2 separate regions of the Strix aluco genome follow, and region 2 is linked to region 1. Evidence: chromatin contacts called from public Hi-C data. All regions are on one chromosome and are shown on one strand. The core of a region is the stretch at or near the end of the contact, and the rest is flanking DNA. Distances in the headings are between cores, read along the strand shown. Region 1 holds the start of NOL6 (nucleolar protein 6). Region 2 holds the start of TPGS2 (tubulin polyglutamylase complex subunit 2).

Region 1 (5,239 bases), core at 2,716-5,215:
GGAGAGCAGGCCAAAGGCAGGTTAGTCAGGCAAGCAGAGCCTGCCAGGTCCCCTGGCACAGGACATACCTTGCTGAGCTGCCGCTGGTTCAGCCAAACTTTGAGAAGGGCCAGGCCATCCTTCATGCCTGGAAAGTCAGTGGCTGCGCTAGACAAGAACTGCAGGTGGGACAGCAGCACCGTGTCACAGAGGATGGAGTTGTTGTAGTGAGGGGTCGGGGGCTCAGTGGCTCCTGTGTGGGGAGATGACAGCACATTTGACCCAACCACAAACCTCCTGTTCACAGAAAAGGGCTGCAGCGAACCCACCTCCAGGCACTGGGTGCAGTCTCTGCCTGAACTGAGCAGCCTCATGTTCGCCTAGTCCCAGCCCCTACCTTCTTTGGGGGTGCTCTGCTCCATGAACCAGGCTGTCCGAACGTTGTTCTTGCTGGGATAGAAGCGGATGGGTTTGAAGAGACCCGGGGCAGGACAGGCGTGGAGTCGGACAGTGACCATCTTCTCATCCTTGCCTATAAGCACCAGGGGGTAGATGTGCAGGAGGAAGAGATGTCAGAGACCACCTTGAGAAAACAGGGAGCATCCCCACCTTGGGGAAAGTAAAAAGCTCCTTCCCAGCAGAGCTCAGCAGCAGCAGAAATCACCTCAGAGCACAGAGTGACCACATCCCAGAGCCAGCAGTAACCGTGAGGTCACACTGCTCATGTCCAAGTCTCATCTTCATCCCCACTGGCCAGTCTGGTGCCCCAGCACTCTCCCGCCTGCCCTGGCCTTGCCACACCACTGCCTGTCCCACACTCAAACCCGCTATCGCCTGGGGTCCGGAGAAAAAAGCTGCCCAGCAGCGCATGCCTCCCACGTCATCTCAGAGAAGAGCCAGGCCACACACAGTTGCCCAGGGAAGGCAAGAGGATGGCGGGGAGAGCATGGAGGAAGGACAGTACTAGACACAGACATGTTTTTGTACAGTCTGCTTTACTCCTGAAGTACCTACAGAGTGGGCCAGCCAGCAAGGCCAAGGCTGGGGAGCCTAGCCAAGATGCAGAGGGGGACTGGGAGGGGAAGAGACTTTGAGGACTAGGCCGTGTGTGGGCACTGAAGCTTCAAAATTTATCATCAATTGTGGTGCCAGCCCCAGGCTGACCCCTTTCCAAAGGGCCTGTTATACGGTATAAGACTACCACCACCACCCTCCACCTAACACCAGTACCCACCCACACCCCACACCAGAGCAAGGCTCAAGCGCTACCTTGAGGTCTCAGGAGCAGGATGGGTTTGAGATGGTTGCTGTGCATGTAGGCAAACTTCACACTCCCAAAGAGCTTCTCCTTAGAAAAGTGATGGGCGATGTGGGCCAGGTACAGAGCTCTCTTCCGGTGGTAGCGTTGGTTCAGATTGTCTTTGTCCTGGAAGATTTCCTGGGAAAAGAGGGACGTGGCAGTCTCACCTCACCTGCCTGCAGAGCCCGGTTCAGCCCGAGGCACTACACCACCTACCACTCTCCCTGGCCCCACAGACAGCCCTATCTCAGCTGTGTGGCTACAGCCCCAAGGGGCTCCAAGTCGGTCAGGAGCACTACACTGCTGCTGGCTCACCAGGCTCTAGGATCACTGGAGACAGAGAGACATGCAGCTAAACAGTGTGTTGTTTCATCTCAAACCCAGTTAGAGCAAGCCTAGGCAGGAAGGGGAGGGAGCTCTAGGGGGGTAACAGCCTGCAGACATCACCCTCCCTGTAATACAGTCTTGGGAACCGGAGCAGAAGTGCAGTGGGGTACAAAGTTGGACAGCACCTGCCTTCACATCAACGTGGAAGAGGTTCAGCCCAGACAGAGAGAAGGAAGATCCTCATGCGGAGCTAAAATCAAAGCAGCTGCAAGCTCTGATAGAGCAAGCGGTGAGACTGCACTCCTCAGCTCCTCATGGGAGTCACCACACTGCACATCCAGATGCTGTAACCTCATTCAGGAATGGAGAGGACAAGGCGGGGGCTGTGGGGGACAGGAGGGGAGGGGGCTCAGCCAGGCCCCAGGCCACTCAGCAGCAGGCATGGCCAGACTCACCCGCGGCATGGTCACCGCTACATCCACGTTGATCTCCGGCTTAATGCAGGTGCCCAGCAGGTAGCTGCCCACCACCTTCAGCTCAGTCGGGGGCACAAAGCGGAATCTCCCCTTCACACTGAATGGCACCTGCAGGAATGGGACCTTCACACCCCTGGGGAGCCAGGCCTGGTCAGTGAGCTGGAAACAGACGGGACACAAAAAAAAAAAAAAAAAAAAAAAAAAAATCACTCTAAGCACCACCAACAGCAGATGTGCAGGGATCAGGACCCCTCTGCCCACACAGCTGCAGGTGCCTGCACCCAGGGCTTAAAGACAGAGTGTTACCCTCTCCCTTCCAAGATAAAGCATAGTAGTATTTTTTCAGTCCCTAAGGCAGACAGTCCATGAGGACCACTGCTTGCACAGCAACAGCAGAGCCTGCTCCATACAGGGCTCTTGCCACCACCTCCTCCATCCCTCTGGAACGTACTTCAGTTTCTGGGGTATCTGGGATGGCACTCAGCAGGCTGTTAATTTCATGGAGGAAGGCATCAATCTTCTTCTTCTTCGTCTCCTTCAATGTCACCTCCTTCAGAAGCTCTTCGATCTGCAGGGGGAAAGGGGAGCATCAAAGGCAGTTGCAACACCAGAACTGCTCCTGCCTTTTACCTTGTCCTCCAGCACCAACCACGAGCCTGGTGAAGAGGGCAGCAGGTTTGCTGAAGAACACACCTGTGCCTCTCCACAAACCCTGCCTGGAGCTGGGAGTCCACTCAGTCCACAGGCAGAAGGATAACACAGCTTCTGACATCTCCTGTGAAGGGCTGGATGGCAATCAACTCCATCCCACCAGCTTCTGTGTGAGGTCCAGCCACAAAAAAACTGGTGTGATTCACAGAAGCACAGCTCTCAGATAGGCTTTTTGCACGACAGAGTATCAGCTGCAGGAAACAACAATGCAGGTTCACAGCACGAACCAGGCCCTTGCCGCCAACACCAGCAGGTAGCCAGGAGATCAAAGCCACTCCTCACCAACATTAAAATGTTACAACCACCAGAAGCCATCTAGGAACCAGCCTGACCTCCCCCCAACACAGCTAGCTTTACCAGGACGTAAAAAAATCCTCCTGCCCCATCACAGAAGCTGATCAAAGACAGCAGTCAGACACAGCTGGTGATGTTACTTCCTCACCCCAGAGAGCAACAAATCTCCACAGGGAGGGATGCTTCCACCGTACTGCAGTTAAGTGCTGGAGAGGTTCAATTTTAATGGTGTAGAAGACACCCAGCGCCTGGCGCAGGGCAGTAATAGGAATTACTGTGGAAACATGCGTAATACGCTGGGTGCCTTGTAAAGCCTGTGCCTTCTGTCCCTGCCCCGTGCCCAGCTCCTGCAGCAGCGGCCGCTGCCTAGAGTTACCGGGTCAGGAGGGCTCAGGGGCCTGCCAGCGTCCGGGGGTCTCTTTCCCAGGCGGTTCCTGGGAAGCTCTGGGTCCAGGGTCCCTCTGCTCCTCCCCTCCCTCCTCAGTTTAGCCCCCAGCGGAGCAGAGCGCGGCCAACGGCGGCTCCCCGGGCCGGCGGGCCCCCCGGCTGACCTGCAGGCGGAGCAGGCTGGAGTGGAAGAGGTCCTCGGTCTCCTTCAGCTGGCTCAGCTCCTCGCTGGTCGGCGGCTTGTAGAGCTCGGCCCGGCTCAGCTTCGCCGGCTGCAGGGCCCCGGCCCCAGTCGGGGCGGCCCTCTTCCCGCCACGCGCCGCGCCCCTGGCGGGGGACTCCCGGCCCTGCGCAGAGCCCTGCGAGGAGAAGACAGCACGGCTCGACCCAGAGTCCCGCCGCAGGCGCCCTCGGGGCGCCGATCCCCCCTCCCCAAAGCCGCCGCCGCCTCACCGCCATGGCCGCCGCCGCCGCCGCACACGCGCGGACCCTGTCGCCACGTGCGGCTCCACGCACCCTGCTAGCCGCGGAGCGCCGCTCCCCATTGGCCGCCGCTTACCGGCGCGGGGCTTCTATTGGCTGCGCCGGCTGTGCCCCGCCTTCCCGCCCACGGAGACGAGCTCGCTTGAGCAGGGCTGGGAGGGCGTGCTTCCTCGCTTTGCGGCAGGTCGTGTTTGGAGCGGCGTGTTTTGCATCAGTTGTGTGTGCTTGACGGCAGCGCAGCTCCCGCCCCGCACGGCTCTGGGGAGGAGGAGGGGGGGGCGTGTCTCCCCGGGGTGGGGGTCGCTGCCCCTCGGGCTATCGCCGGGTACGGACCCAGGGTCGTCCCACTGAGGTGCCCTGTTTTGCCCTGCAGGCCGTCGGCTGGGCCCCTCCCCCCCCCCCCCGACCGCCTTGGACCTCCCCCTCGCTTGGCTGGGGTGGAGCCTGGAGCTGGATCGGCTGGCTGTCCAGGGCCAGACGGGCTGTAACCCAAATTCACAACCTTTAACCCCAAACTGCAGTTCTCGGGGCAGCCCGGTGTGGTTTTGCGTTCAGGCTGGCCGCACGTGGGTGCCACAAGCCGGTTCGGCCTGCAGGACAACATTACCCCGCTGGCCAGGGCCTACCTGTGGTGCCTCTTGGGGACCCTGATTTCAGCAGCACCACATACTTAACATCGTGTTCAAAAGGGACCTTAAAATAATTGGGGAGGCGGAGATGTAGTATATCGGAGGTTAATAAACATACCAGACTCCAGTTTTCAGTCTGGTGTGACTTTCTATCTAGACAAGGGGAAAATTTGGGGCTGTTTGAGGTTAGGTGAGTAACAAGGGCATGGTCTGGGCTCAGAGCAGCTGATGCCAGCTGTATATATACACATAGTAAAATAAGGTGCAGTTTGCACAATATGCACAATTCTGGCAAACAGCTGGCAAGTCATCCCTCTCCAGTTTTGAGCCTCAGGTGGCTGCGTGTGCCTTCTGGCATGAGGATTTTAGAACTACCCTGAATTACTTGGATGTTTTCAAGACACACCATGTCCTGCACCCAGAAAAGAACTTTATTTTCCAAAGCAGCCAGGCTGGAAGCGGCACGGTCGGGTTGATCCTGGGTAGGGCGAGTGTGGAACTGCCTGTACGCTGCAGAGCCGGGCTCTGGTACTTCATGATTAATCAGGGTGGACATCCCGTACGTGACCTGCAGAGAGCTGTTGTGGCAGGCTGACCCAGCTTGGCCAGCTCCCACAGGGGCTGGCACAGGCACTGGGAGCAGGGCTGGCCCA
Region 2 (6,022 bases), core at 2,950-5,449, 190 kb before region 1:
CAATGCCCAGCCCATTCCCAGCTAGCAATCCCAGAGAAGAGAAGATCCTGAAACCACAATCCTGGAAGTGAGAGAGTCAGCTTCCCAGACAAACCTCATCTATACACTGAGCATGATGTTATATGATATGGGATATTTCGATGGCCAGTTTGGGTGCGTTGTTCTGACTGTGCTCTTTCCCAGCTTCTTCTGCACCTGCACACGGGCAGGACATGGGAAGTTTTAAAGTCACAGAATCATAGAAAGGTTTGGGTTGGGAGGGACCCTAAAGATCATCCAGTTCCAACCCCCCTACCATGGGCAGGGACACCTTCCATGAGACAGGTTGCTCAAAGCCCCGTCCAACCTGGCCTTGAACACTGCCAGGGAGAGGGCAGCCACAGCTTCTCTGGGAAACCTGTCACAGTGTCTCACCACCCTCACAGGGAAGAATTTCTTCCTTACATCTAATCTAAATCTACCCTCTTTCACTTTAAAACCATTACTCCTTCTCCTATCCCTACACCCCCTGTTAAAGAGTCCCTCCCCAGCTTTCCTGTAGCCCCCTTTAAGTACTGGAAGGCCACTATAAGGTCTCCCTGGAGCCTTCTCCAGGCTGAACACCCCCAACTCTCTCAACCTGTCCTCACAGGGGAGGTGCTCCAGACTCCTGATCATCTCCGTGGCCTCCTCTGGACCCGCTCAAGCAGGTCCGTGTCCTTCTTACACTGAGAGCCCCAGAGCTGGACACAGCACTGCAGTGGGGGTCCCACGAGAGCGGAAGAGAGGGGGAGAATCCCCTCCCTTGACCTGCTGGCCACTCTTCTCTTGGAGCAGCCCAGGATATGGTTGGCTTTCTGGGCTGTGAGTGCACATTGCTGGTTCACAGTCAGTTTTCCATCCACTAATACCCCCAGGTCCTTCTCCGCAGGGCTGCTCTCAACCCACTCATCACCCAGCCTGTATTTGTGCTTGGGGTTGCCCCGACCCATGTGCAGGACCTTGCACTTGGCCTTGTTGAACCTCATGAGGTTTGCACAGACCCACCTCTCCAGCCTGTCCAGGTCCCTCTGGATGGCACATCCCTTCCCTCCAGTGTGTTGACCGCACCACACAGCTTGGTGTCATTGGCAAACTTGCTGAGGGTGCACTCAATCCCACTGTCCCATGTCCCCAGCAAAGATGTTAAACAGCGCCAGCCCCAACACCAACCCCTGAGGAACACCACTCGTCACTGCTCTCCACTTGGGCATCGACCTGTTGACCGCAGCTCTTTGAGTGCGACCATCCAGCCAATTCCTTATCCACCGAGTGGTCCATACGTCAGATCCATGTCTCTCCAATTCAGAGTCAAGGATGTCATGTGGGACAGTGTCAGATGCTTTGCACAAGTGCAGGGAGATGACATCAGTTGCTCTTCCCTTATCCACCAGTGCTGTAACCCTGTTGTAGAAAGCCACCAAATTTGTCAGGCAGATTTGCCCTTAGTGAAGCCACACTGGCTGTCACCAATCATCTCATTATTTACCCTGTGCCCTAGCAGAGTTTCCAGGAGGATCCACTCCATGATCTTGCCGGGCACAGAGGTGAGACTGAATGGCCTGTACTTCCCTGGGTCTTCCTTTTTTTCTCTTTTTAAAAATGGGGGTTACGTTTCCCCTTTTCCATTCAGCAGGAACTTTCATAGTCTGCCACGACTTCTCAAATACGACGGGTATTGGCTTAGCCACTTCACCCGCCAGTTCACTCAGGACCCTCGGATGCATCTCATCGGGTCCCATAGACTTGTGCACCTTCAGGTTCCATAGATGCTCTCGAACCTGATCTTCTCCTACAGTGGGCGGTTCTTCATTCTCCCAGTTCCCACCTTTGCTTTCTGTGACTTGGGTGGTGTGGCTGGAGCCCTTCTTGGTGAAGACTGAGGCAAAAATTTCACTGAATACCCCAGTCTTCTCCATATCCTGGGTAACCAGCTCTCCCATTTGCTTCTGGAGAGAGCACACATTTTCCCTAGTCTTCTTTTTATCACCACATACCTACAGAATCTTTTCTTGTTGCCCTTGACAGCCCTGGTCAGATTTAATTCTATCAGGATTTTGGCCTCCCTAACCTGGCTGCTCTGACAACTTCTCTGTATTCCTCCCAGGCTACCTGTCCTTGCTTCCACTCTCTCTAGGCTTCCTTTTGAGTTTGTCCAGGAGCTCCTTGTTCATCCATGCAGGCCTCCTAGCAATTTTGCCTGACTTCCTCTTTGTCAGGATGCAACACTCATGAGCTTGGAGGAGGTGATCCTTGAATATCAGCCAGCTTTCTTAGGCCTCTCATCCCTCTGAGGCTTTATCCCATGTTACCCTCCCACACAGATCCATGAAGAGGCCAAAGTCTGCTCTCCTGCAGTCCAGGGTAGAGAGCTTGCTGTGCACCCTCCTCATTGCCCTTAGAATCTTGAACTCCAAGAATTCCTTGATTTCTTAGCAGTAACTAAAAACATCAGTATATTATCAACATTCTTCTCATAGCAAATCCCATACTGAATCTGAAACACAGCACTATTCTAGCTACTAAGAAGAGAAGTTACCTCTATCCCAGCTGAAACCAGGACATGTAGTGATCGGAAACAACCCATCACCCCAGGAGTTAATTGATATAAATACACTGTCATTGCAACTGCATCAACACTTCCACAACTGAACAGAGTAGTGACGGTGTGGCAATAAAGCGGGTAACTACCAACCTTCACCCTCTCACATCACAGAGCAAGCTGTAGGAAATTTTTTCTTTTTTTTTTACAAAAATAGGAAATCGTAACAATGTGTTCCCTAAACAGTCCATTGGACAGTTGGCCCATTTCATTTGTGCATTGTTTTCCAGTGGGTGTGCAATCACACATAAATACAGGAGCACTGACACATACTATTCTTTTCACTTCTAGCTGATGCTGGAATCCCACTCTCAGTGTGAGCAACAGCAATAGCTCAAGTCCCTCATACCTGCCCTAAACTGTCAGCTCCTAAATTTCTGCCAGGCCAGACTGACAGTTCCTGTCTTCATGTAGCTGGGCTTCCAACTCAGCCACATGAGCCCCAACATCAATGCCAACTCCTTGTGGTTCTCAGAACCATGCAAGCACACCTCTCTTTAGCCAGGCTTTCACAGGCTGAATCCCCAACACCACAACCACCACCTACTCCATCTACATGTCCAGCCCCATGTAGTCTCCCACAACTGGAGCCTGCATGTCTTCTGCAGACAAAGCCACCACAGCCTCCCTCTCGTCCCTCACAGATCGAGCACTCCAGCCTCCATTAGGCTTACCCTAAATGTCATGCTTGTACTCAAGCACAGGCACCATTCACCAAAGACGCTTCTTTTTCTTGCTGACTGTTCAGCCACTAACCTCGGTTTCTCACTGTTGATCCCCTTGAAAGTTTCCATAACCTGAACCCAATTCCCACATTTTCTACATATTTACCTCCCCCGGGACTTCGCAGCCAGATCACACAGAGAGTGGCCACCCAAGCCCCTCTCTTCTTGCAGGCCACCTTTACTTTCAAACCCCACTTAACTCTCCGCTCCCCGCACACAGGCCCCTGCCCAACCTCTCTCCCCAGGCCGAGCTCCCCCACACTCGCAAGCGGAGCCCCCAGACCTCCCGCCCCACGGCCACAAAACCCCACCCGTCCCACGGCCTTCTCTACACCCAGACCCCAACGCGCACGCCCCCGTCGCCTGTCCTGACAAGCCGCCCCCCTCCACCTCCCCGCTCTGCCTCAACTCAGCACCCTCCCTCCCGCCCGTCCGCTCCCCCCGGGCCCCCACCCCCGCCACGGCACAACCCCGGGGCGGAGGCCCCGCCGCGGCCCGCCCACCCCGAGCCGCCGCCGCCACTACGGAAGGATACTGTCCGGACTCCAGTAAGCGCCTCCGCCCGGCCCGGCAGCCACCTCCGCCATCTTGAAACAACCGCCACTCCCAGCGTGCCCCCCGCCGCCCCCCCGCCGCTCGCCGCCCATTGGCTGCCCGCGCCGGCCTGGCCCCGCCGCTGCCGGGGGAGCGGGGCAGGCTGGGAGCCGCAGTCCGCCGGGCTCCCGCCGAACGGCCGCTCCCCTCGGGCCGCCTCACGCTTCCCGCCCGCCACAGCCTGACCGAGGCACCGGCCAGGGGAACTACGGCTCCCAGCGCGCCTCGCGGCGTAGCCGCCGCTACGGGGTGGGAGGAAGGACAAAAGGGGTGTGTGGGGGGTGTGTGTGTGTGCCCGTCCGTGCCCCCCCCCCCCCACCCGACACACACGCACACGCCCCCATCGGCCTCGCCCGCGTTGACTGTGAGGGGAGCCTGTGAAGGATGGAGGAGAAGCCTTCCGCCAGCATCAAGCCCTACCTGGACAAGCTCACCCTGGGGGTCACACGGATACTGGGTGAGTAGCGCTGTGCGACAACCCGTTGGGCCTGAGGGGAGTAAGGCGGGGGCGTGGGGGTGTCACTCGGTTGTCATGGAAACCGCCCCGCGGCGGGAAGAGGCGCCTCCCTCAGCGCTCAGGGTGGGGGTCCCCGGAGCGGCCCTGTAGGCCCCAGCCCCGAGGTCCCCGCCCCGAGGCCCTTGCAGCAGCAGTGGGGCTGGGCCTGGCAGGGCAGGGCCCGGCTGTGGCTGCCCGTGTCGGCCCTGTGGCCGAGAGCCGCCGGGCAGCCCCGGGGTGTGAGGTCTGGGTGCCTGCAGCGCTGGGAGCCACGGTGCTGCTGGTGGGACCCTAGTCACACGGTTGCCGAGGATTCGTCCTCCGGAATCACATAGCTGTGCTGCTTCTACACACACACAACACCCCTGTTTCTAGTGTTTGAATCAGTGGCAGATGTCCTGAATCTCTCGACTTAAGAGAGCGCTGCGGTTTCAAAAAAATCAAAGACAGAAGGTGGTGTTTTATTCCAAATCATGCATAATTCTTGGCCTCTGTTGTAATGTAGGGTCAGCAGGTAGCGTGCCCAATGGAAGCAGTACAGTGAGGTGCAGTGTTCTGGCAGAAGACTAATCTGTGAATCTGCTCAGGATCAGCTCCCCATAAGTAGTCACCCTGCAGCTTATTCCCGTACCATGGGACTTTTTCCACAACATGCCCAGCTTGCCATCTCTGGTTTTTGCTCAGATCTTGACCTTTCTTGCATCCCAGGAGTTCCCTTTGAAGTTCAGCAGGAGTGCAAGACAGCCAAGATCTGAAAGTAAGGCTTCTCAGACTAACCTTTACTAATGGCACTAGAATCACAAGAACTGGTGAAAGTATTTGCACGTATAAAGCATTTTAGCATCAGACCTTTCACCTGGCAGCAACCTGGGGCACAGAATCCATGTACCAATACTTCTATCCCAAGCTTTGCATATGACAACATTACAAACTGCAGTTCCAGAACTTCTTCCTATGAATTTTAAAGCCAGAAGTGACTGCTGTGGTTACCTCACCCAACTGCTGTATTGCAGGACTGTGAATTTCATTGGTAACCCAAGTGTATCGTTAATTGCACATGTTTTTAGATAGCTGCTCAGACAGACGAGATTAAAAGATCAGGGCAAAATTCATGCTGTGGGCTTCAGTGAGGACAGGACTTCATCTGCGCTCTCTGTTCAGCCTTCTCTACTGACTTATTATTGGACTTCTTGGGCTTTTTTTGGTTTGTATTTTTCATTTTCCAGTTGAGAGGTCAGGATAACTTCACTCTACTCTGTGAGAGCATTAAAGAGGCCAAACTACTGCTGATCGACCATGATGGCAAATGCTTATTTGAAGTAGCCCTTTTTAAAAAAATTACTAGCCCTTCCCACATTTTCACCACCCGGGCTCAGATATATGAGATCTGCATGGTGTTACTACATCCAGAAGTAACGTTGACATATAAACTGTTTTGGGTAGGTGTGTTATTTACACCAGCAGGGCATGACAATGCAGGTTTGACTCTGAAAGTCCTGTAGCATCCCTTTCACAGAAGGTGTTGCCTCATTTGTGTTTGGGTTTTTTTGTTTTTCTGTCTGTATCTCTGACAACCTGTATTGTGCA

Evidence for each region. Hi-C and Micro-C count contacts between places; a contact is called where the count stands out from the background.
Region 2: a Hi-C map of heart shows a contact between it and region 1, with 7 times the contacts expected there. The contact joins the promoter of TPGS2 here to the promoter of NOL6 in region 1. A contact is called at or near these places in 2 of 2 Hi-C or Micro-C datasets (brain and heart).

Annotation. Positions count from the first base shown.
Region 1 is chrZ:87,017,485-87,022,723 of bStrAlu1.hap1, reverse strand. NOL6 (nucleolar protein 6) reads right to left here and starts at 3,965. Exons shown (of 26, transcript XM_074812806.1): 1 at 3,928-3,965; 2 at 3,639-3,833; 3 at 2,534-2,650; 4 at 2,062-2,241; 5 at 1,249-1,417; 6 at 377-511; 7 at 69-232. The coding sequence starts at 3,933.
Region 2 is chrZ:87,208,557-87,214,578 of bStrAlu1.hap1, reverse strand. It overlaps TPGS2 (tubulin polyglutamylase complex subunit 2), which reads left to right and starts at 4,199. Exons shown (of 6, transcript XM_074811715.1): 1 at 4,199-4,396. The coding sequence starts at 4,324. It overlaps KIAA1328 (KIAA1328 ortholog), which reads right to left and starts at 4,056. Exons shown (of 11, transcript XM_074811713.1): 1 at 3,881-4,056. The coding sequence starts at 3,992.